3 separate regions of the Hordeum vulgare genome follow, and all the other regions are linked to region 2. Evidence: chromatin contacts called from public Hi-C data. All regions are on one chromosome and are shown on one strand. The core of a region is the stretch at or near the end of the contact, and the rest is flanking DNA. Distances in the headings are between cores, read along the strand shown.

Region 1 (2,827 bases), core at 310-2,809, 800 kb before region 2:
AACGAAATGAAAAAAAATCCGATTAGAAAATAAGAAGGAAACAAAAAAATAAAGCAGTAAAAACCGAGAATACAAAACAAAGAAAAACAAAAAAAACCAGGGGAAAACGATGGTGCAAACATGGGAATACCCGGGGAAAAAACAACAGAAAAGATAGCCGCGATTGATACAGTTTTTGCGTGGCCCGAGGCGATTCTTATTTTCTAAAGAAACTTTGATTTGCTCGAAAAACAAGAACATTCATTTGTTCTAAAGTATGCATCGATTTGTCTTTTTAATCAAAACAAACAAAAGGACAATTTCGCTGTTCCCGCATACGCAACAGGAGCCAAAGCCCAATTCTCTTCTTTCTTACACGCAGTACTGTTGTAGCATCAGCGGCAACAGCAACGCATCCTACTTATACTATGCAGATGATCATAAGCGTCAGAGACCCTATTGCACAGCTCAGGGGGTGAGCGTGCCCAACCGCATGACACTGTAGCTATGCCACTTCCCATTTTTTACATCGCTACTTCCTTCGTACCCAAATGTAAGTCTTCTTAGAGATTTCCTTAGGAACTACTCCCTCCTATCTTAAAATTACTGTTTTAGATTTATTTAAATATAAATGTATCTAGCATGTTTTAGTATTTAGGTACATTCATTTTTAGACAAATCTAAGACAAGAATTTTAGGACAGAGGAAGTACATATAAAGCAAAATAATTAAATTTATACTTAAAAATATATCTATATACATTCGTATATAGTTTGCTAATGAAACCTGTAAGGTCTTCTTTGGTTTGAAGGAATCTTATACGAATTTCATAGAATACGATTTATATAGAAAAAAAAATCCTTTAGAGCCCTTTGATTGGTAGTAATAGAATGCTATTACTATGGAAGAATTCTTTCTATTCTACACATTTCATAAGAAAATAAACATTAGCCTAAATTAAATTCCGAAAAATATGAACCTATCTGTAGTTTGATAATTAGAAAGACAATGATATTTCCTATCCATCAGAGTTTAAGTTTCAAACTTAACATTGGTGTATGTATTTTTCTAAATTATTTCAGGTCCTTTGATGATGTGCGGTCGGTGAAAGGAGACGTTACCGTCGATCATGAATGCGTTTGTGCCGACTTTATGAATCTCAAAATGATATGCCGGCTCAATTTATCGAAGGTGTTCATGAAAATAAGATGTTTCTATACTCATACATTTATAAAGATGATTGAATGCTCGCGTATGTAAGCGATTTCGATTGCACTGTGCAAAAGTTCCTTTCGGAAAAGGAGCACTACTTTGCACTTTGCACCGGACTACACGTCTACATGGAGAGTACACGTATAGCGCTGGCAAGCAAGCTGCTACCGCTCCATGATTCCACTTTTCGTTCGCTCGGCGGGCAGCGGCGTGCGTGTGGACACTCTCCGTCCACGACTAGCTGCCGGCCGGACATGTAGCAGCTGTGTCGTTGTCGGTTTGTCACGTACGCTTGGGGCAGCTGGTTGGGGTTGGGGAAGGGCCGTGTGCCCGATCGCTCCAAGCGGAAGCACATGCGCAGCGGTGATTGGGGAGAGAGAGAGGGCAGCGGGATAGATAGAGACAGAGGGAGGGAGGCGGATAATGGGAGGGAAGGGCCGCCGAAAGCGACGTGACGAGGGGATCCCAACGGTTTGGACAGGATGACGAAGCGAGTGCGCTTGAGGCGGCCCCTTCTCGCTCCCATGCATCATGCAATGATGCTGCTGCATGCGCGGATGCGCCCCTCGCCAATGCACCATACCACCACTAATCATCAACCGATCACTGGTACTGGCACTCGTTCCTCCGGTGGGGGTGGCCATCTTTATTTTGTTCCGTGGGACGACGAAGAGGCCGGCTGGACGGCCGGATCCGTGAGATCGATACATCTGTTTGGTGGTTCGTCAACTTTGTCCCTCCTGTTGTAATGCTACACAAAGCCCAGACCATATGAATCTGGCGCCTTATTACCCTTTATCTCATCGAGCGCGCCCTAATGTGCAGCGTGTTGCATTCTGGTTGGATGTGGGTGGTGCCATCTCACATGCGCCAATTAAGCTCCAAGGGGCCGGGTGAATCGAGTGATGAGCTGGAGGCGTATGGCCGTGCATGGACCGCTAATGAGGAGATATATATTGAGATGCCAAGAACTGATCTATGTCTTTTGCGTGTAGAAAACTATTACATATGCCATTGCTTTACAATGATTTTTTTCTACATGTATTCTTCATCACAATATTTGAATATCAAGTTTAAGGGTCTGTCTAGGATACATCTAGATGTGCTATATTTATTGCACATTTAAATGACTCAATCAAACTAGAAAGGAAACAAAAAAAAAACACAAAAGAAAATGCTTGCACGAATCTTAACGTAAAATCAATGACATATATGATTCATATGTGCAATACTTAGAGCCCATCTAGATGTGTTCCAGCAAAACGATAAGTCTGATTAGCCAAGATACATGGTCTCTCTTCCATGCATGTCACATATGCACACACATCCTCCCATGTAAGCCACATATGCATCCGTTTAATTTGTCAAGATATATGGTGTCTCTTTCGCATGCAAGTCACATATTCATCCGCTTAATTGGGCACCATATGGGGTCTCTCCCACCCATGTAAGTCACATATGCATCCGTTTAGGCCCTGTTTGTTTCAGAGATCTCGGTAGTTTTTTTAGTCAAAACTAAAAAGTCCCTAGTCCTTATCCGTTTGTTTTTATGGACTAAATAGGGACTAGAGTTCATTAAATGACATGCAAAAGACCATGTTACCCCTAGTAATGTACTAAAAGTTATTAAATAACA
Region 2 (2,823 bases), core at 80-2,579:
CCCGACTGAAATGATGCTTAAAAGGTCGATTTTCTATTTTTTTAGGAACAACAAGACAAGAACAAACATGAACTGAAAAATAATAGCAAGACAATGGCATGAGTAATCGTTTTTGCTTATCCGTTCTGTAAGTGCATGTTCATTCCTGTTTTGCACTGTTATGGAACCCAACGGAACATGTATCACACCCACACCAAAAGGTATATCGGCATGATATGCAAATGCATTACATAGGAAAACAAGCATAAACTCGTCTATACATCACCAATTTGTGAATCTTGGCACAAATCAACGGCATGTCCCCAGACCTGTGTGACAAAAACCTCTTCCGTCATGTTGGTGGCAATTTGTCCATACCATGTTTCAGTGTCATCAACATACGATAAGATTGAGACTCTCCTTTGTTAGATAGGAGAGAAGATGAGTGTCATGGATAACATGGGCTTACTCCTCATCCAAATCAAGAGAATCCAAAACATACATTGCCCTCTGGAAATTTCGAGCGGCACACACCAGTCAGGCCCTACCCCGTCGTTCAATTGCCTCTCGATTCGCGAGGTAGTTGGATCCTCCACGAAGGCAAAATAAGTTTTAGGTTTTAATCGATGAAACTTCAGATTTTGCATCTGAAAATTCCGATTTTCTCGGTCATGACTATCAAGTATCAGAGTTCAAATTTTAAGCGGCTTTTTTCGATCGCAGGTACTAAAGTCATGATTTTATTGGTCGCTCATACTAAGTTTTAAGAACTGAAACTTAATAAAAATAATTAGAATTCATCAAATCGTATTAAAAATGAATTTTATTTGAAAGCCTCCATCATGTAAAATTCATGGTGCTTAAATACCCTAGAAATATCCGATTGCTGGAATAGAAATATCCAATGCCCGATTGCCGAATAGAAATATCCAATGCGAAATTCCACGCCCGTTGGCCCATGACAAGCCACAAAAAATTCATGGTGCTTAAATACCCTAGCTAGAGGGAATTCTCAAAAAAAAAAACAGAGGCAGACGAGACCTTGTCATTCCACATCACGCAATTATTATCACAAAATCCCCCTTGATGGATCGACGGGTACGCACCATGGAGGACCAGCCTAGGAACTTGCCTACACGAGCTATGCACTGTAGCTGCAGCTAAGCCCGTAGGCAGGCGTGTGAGTGATATTTGATGTATACGTATACCGGCCCGTATGGTGACAAGGACGAGCGCTCACATGAGCCCAACCAAGCGCGCGCGATCCATGGGCCCCCACCACCCCCTCTGCCCTTTATAAAGCTACACACTACGCTGCACAGTACACGCCCACTTTTTCCAGCTCTTTCTCTAGCTCCATCTCTATGCTCGCAACGCTGCAAGAAAAACCACACTCCATCTTTGACAAAGAGAAACAAAATAAAGTGCATGAGAAAGAAAACACCAAGCCTGATGAAGCTCCTGGAAAGAAGGTATAGTACGGAAGAGGTGGGAAAAAACACAGCGAGATGACTCACTTCACTTCACTAAGCAGCTGCCACTTCCACTAGGTAGCTAATAAGGTAGTCGAGTTCAAGGAGACGGAATCTTGTAGCTAGGGCAGGGGCAGCTCAGCTCAGTCGTCTCGTCCCCTCTCTCCCCCCCTTGCGGGAGGATCGAACTGCAGCGGCCTCCACAAATATTAGCCAGCCACGCGCGCCCACCCACCAACCTCCCCGGCCGTCTCCATCGATCCATATTGCCGGCCATCCCCGTCTCCATTCCATCCATCCATCCCTGCCGCTGCCACAACACACCCCAAAGCTAGCTAGCGGCTAGGCGTGCAGTGCGCGCGCGCGCGTCAATGCATGCCGGCCAAATTCCCCTCCCACAGCTCAAGATCGATATATAGAATTTCGTAGGAGAAAAAACAAAAACAATACATACACGCATACATAGGTAGATCCCCCCTCTAGCAGTGCCCAACCTAGAGAGGCTATAGCTAGCGCACCTCCGCTGCGGCCGCAGTGTCTATTCTCGATCGAGCACCAGGCCAAGCTGCTGGTCTTGGCAGAAGCCAGCAAGGGGCGGGCAACAAGAAGAAGGATCCAGCTGAGTGGATTGGGGTTGCTTTCTTGCTGCTCCGATCCGAAGAAGCAGCCAAGCAAGGAAGCTATCTGCTGCTCTCTCTTTATTTTCTGGTTGCTTGCTTCTTCTCAAGATCTGGCCATCCTCCTCCGGCTGCATCGAATCGGGCATGCCGCAGTAATCCAGGGGAAGAAGCTTTCAAGCATACATACATACATGGAGTTTACTGCGACAAGCAGTAGGTTTTCTAAAGGAGAGGAGGAGGTGGAGGAGGAGCAGGAGGAGGCGTCGATGCGCGAGATCCCTTTCATGACGCCCGCGGCCGCCACCTGCGCCGCGGCGCCGCCTTCTGCTTCTGCGTCGGCCTCGACACCCGCGTCAGCGTCTGGAAGTAGCCCTCCCTTTCGATCTGGGGATGACGCCGGAGCGTCGGGGAGCGGGGCCGGCGACGGCAGCCGCAGCAACGTGGCGGAGGCCGTGGAGAAGGAGCACATGTTCGACAAAGTGGTGACGCCGAGCGACGTGGGGAAGCTTAACCGGCTGGTCATCCCCAAGCAGTACGCCGAGAAGTACTTCCCGCTGGACTCGGCGGCCAACGAGAAGGGCCTTCTGCTCAACTTCGAGGACAGCGCCGGGAAGCCATGGCGCTTCCGCTATTCCTACTGGAACAGCAGCCAGAGCTACGTCATGACCAAAGGCTGGAGCCGCTTCGTCAAGGAGAAGCGCCTCGACGCTGGGGACACCGTCTCCTTCTCCCGCGGCGCCGGTGAGGCCGCG
Region 3 (3,303 bases), core at 369-2,868, 530 kb after region 2:
GCTTATACTCCCTCCGTTCCAAAATTCTTATCTTAGATTTGTCTAGATATAAATATATCTAGTCACGTTTTGGCTTTGTTTTTTTATTTTGCGGTTTCTTTGTTTCTTTTGCCCTATTTTTGTTTATTTTTTAACCTTTTCTAGTTTTTTCATTCCTTTATTATTTTCTTTGGTTCTCTTTATTTTTCTTTGTTTTTTCTCGTTTTTTCTTCAAATATATGATGTACATTTTTTCTTAAATATAAGTTGGGAAACGTTTCCCCTCAACCAGCTGATTTTCTGGCACCCGTTTGGCACCTCGCTCGCACAACATGTGACGTGCCGCTGGATACTTATGCTTTTTTTGCAACTTATGCAGTTCCATCAATGTTGCAGAAGGTGATAATGAGAAAAGCAACATGAAACAAAATCTATGCTGTAAAAAAATTATGCAACCAAACCTCTATTATAAAACAAATTCTGCAATAAAACTTGAGTTGTAAAAAAATTCGACAACAAGATCTTCGTTGTTAAAATTTCCGCAAATTTCCTCAACAAGTCCTCCGTTGTAGAAATTCCTGCAACGACACTCATGTTGAAATGGTGGAGGGCACATCTGATGGCCCGCGAGCCGTCTGATCTTTAAAAAAAACAGTCGACGGACGCGCAGCACAGCCCATATAAGTTTCGAACACTTTTTTGAATACATGATCAACATTTTAAAAATACAAGGTGAATATTTATTTAATATGAACTTTTCTCAAATACATGCTCAATATTTTTTAAATACACAATGTACATTTTTTATATACATCAGGAACATTTTAAAATATAGAATCAGTTTACTATACTATCTATTTTTATGTCCACTTTTGTTCAATGTAAGTTGTATATTTTTTGTATACATCAGAAATATTTTTTAATACATATTTAATATTTTTATATAAATGATTAAAAAAAATCGTATACATTGTATTCTTTGTGTCCATTTTGGTATACATGAGAAAATAATTTCTACAGAGATTTTGCACTTTTAAAATGTTTGATTAAAACTTTTAAAATACATGATCAATATTTTTTTGTACACATTGCATATTTTGTAATACATTTTTCGTATGCATGAGAACCATTTTTTTCATATATACTTAAAAATTTTAGATTCTTGATTAACACTTTTCAAATAATTTCTTCCCATTTGAAATGCTTACTTAACATTTTTCTAAATATATGATCAACTTTATTTATACACATTGTATGCATTTTTCATATATATGAGTATTTTTTATACATATTTAACATTTTTCAAATGCTTAATTAACATTTTTAATATGTTATATGTGTGAAGTGTTTTTATGTATATTTATAATATTTGGAAATGTAAGTGAAAACAAATAAAAGAAATAAATAGAAAAAACGAGAGGTGTGGCCTTGCGCGCTGGGCCGGCCCAGTTTTGCTCTCGCCCTTCAGCGAGGCTGCCCTACGTCTCGCCGGTGTCCGTGCGTTCGGCTGCCAACGGGCCCTCTGCCACATGGACCGCGACTTAGCAGCACGGCCACATGAGCCTTGTTGCCCAAGAAAGAATATGGGCTCATATGTTGCCGCTGAAATTGGACCGGCCCTTTCCCAGTCCGACTAGGGTTTACCCCGCCTATGCGCCGCCCCCCGACCTTGGTATAACCCGCCGTCCCACAGAAACCTTCGGCGCAGAACGCACAATAACCACCGAGCACCAGCGAATACTTGCAAGGCAAGCAAGGCAAACTCGGCATGGACTCCTTCTCGTCGCCGTCGATGTCGTCGGGGTCGCCCCCCAACCCGGAGGCGGTCATGGAGGAGATCAAGGCGCAGCTCGCGCAGGCCTATGCCCAGGAGCTTCTTGAGGTGGGATCTCCCCTAATGTTTTCACATCTTTATTAGTACTTCCGTTGATCTGCATCTACGCGGACGGCTAGGCTGCTGGTTACCAGGCATAGATGATTCTTAATTCGCCAACAGCTGATTTGCTAAGGAGGGGGGATGTTTGGCTGCGTTTCGTTGGGGCGATAATGTTAGTACCAGAGGGGATTTTATTACCGTGCTTGCAAGTTTTTTTCCCCACTTTGCTAAAGCATCTATAGATAGATACACTATTGGGGCCTTGCGGATTCCACTTGAACCAGAAGCAACTGCATTATCTTTGATTGCGGGGTTTTGAGCTCTGTTGGTTTCCTTCCAAGTTTAGAGAGAAATTCAGTTTGAAGACATCTGCTATTAAAAGTAAGATTTTTAATAAAGAACCTGATCAAATCTTTTTGCAATCCCGATTGATGTAATAAATACGATTGGATTAACTAAATTGAGTAGCTGGTTGCCATTGCTGCAGAAAAAGATTATTATCTTGGAGAGAGATTTACATGTTGCAGCTGTTAAGCTATGCTAACTGTATTCTTTCAATGGAATACCTTTCTGCATCTTATACGATATATCACGAGGTCTGCACCGCGCCTCAACTTAACTGGAGCAATATGGCTTGACTAGACTATAGACTAGTAATTTATATTGTTCTATTTTCTTGCCCTATTGAGCAATGGTCGGCAAAAACTAAGAATCCAACATTATAGAGTTGTAATATGCATTTTCAGTAGCAATAGGTCAATTTGCTGAATCTGGTTGCCTAAAGATCTCTTGATATTTTTATTCATACCAGAGTTTGGTATGTCCAGATGTTTACTTGAGGTGATCCATGATGCATCTGTACACAATACAGGTGCATCAATATGGGTATGATGATCCAACATTTACGAGATTCTTCCAATATCACCAATTTGTGATTATTTATTTATTCGTAAAAGGAGAGGTGTAGAAAGTCCACAAGTAGGTTAATAGGAATAAGTGAAGTTATAAGACAATATTATACAGTACTGAAACTACTGATTTTTTTTAACAAAAGCAATTCTGATACTTCCTAGTACAGCCTTGAGCAATATCAGTGCTCTAGTTGTACCTTGATTTACCTATTGTAATTGTATATGGTCTGGCAGAGTCATCAGTCAACGCAATCTCTTCTTCTCTTCTAATGTTGTTAATTTGAGTCTGTATGGATAGTTTGGGTTCTTCTGTTGTGGTTGATGGTGACAAGTAATAAATCATTATTTGGCTCTTAATTTCAAAGGACTTAATCAAAGTTCTGTTTGGTGATGTTCCTGTTGGGTAGGGGCTTACAGCTTCTAATTTTGAACACAAGCAACTTATTTTCATAGGAATGATTAGGTGTTCTACATTGTCCCCGCTAATTAAGGGAAACCCTTTTGAAGTACATTTGCATTGCCCAATACCTAATTATG

The links. A called contact is a pair of places that touch in the nucleus more often than the background predicts.
Region 1: a contact with region 2 is called in a Hi-C map of leaf, with 8 times the contacts expected there. The contact joins the enhancer-like site here to the promoter of LOC123403003 in region 2. A contact is called at or near these places in 2 of 6 Hi-C or Micro-C datasets (leaf and seedling) and 1 of 1 datasets of contacts at active chromatin or transcription factors (embryo).
Region 3: a contact with region 2 is called in a Hi-C map of leaf, with 5 times the contacts expected there. The contact joins the promoter of LOC123403623 here to the promoter of LOC123403003 in region 2. A contact is called at or near these places in 2 of 6 Hi-C or Micro-C datasets (leaf and seedling) and 1 of 1 datasets of contacts at active chromatin or transcription factors (embryo).

Annotation. Positions count from the first base shown.
Region 1 is chr6H:445,964,598-445,967,424 of MorexV3_pseudomolecules_assembly, reverse strand. No RefSeq gene overlaps it. Among protein-coding and RNA genes, the nearest start is that of LOC123406042, 120 kb to the left of the region's middle. Within about 2 kb of position 1,559, at least 3 of the 3 cell types and tissues checked have open chromatin away from gene starts, as enhancers often do. A contact at or near this core is called in leaf and seedling, where this site is marked.
Region 2 is chr6H:445,164,899-445,167,721 of MorexV3_pseudomolecules_assembly, reverse strand. It overlaps LOC123403003 (B3 domain-containing protein Os02g0683500-like), which reads left to right and starts at 1,329. Exons shown (of 1, transcript XM_045096980.1): 1 at 1,329-2,823. The coding sequence starts at 2,263.
Region 3 is chr6H:444,631,008-444,634,310 of MorexV3_pseudomolecules_assembly, reverse strand. LOC123403623 (mitochondrial import inner membrane translocase subunit Tim13) reads left to right here and starts at 1,618. Exons shown (of 2, transcript XM_045097544.1): 1 at 1,618-1,861. The coding sequence starts at 1,748.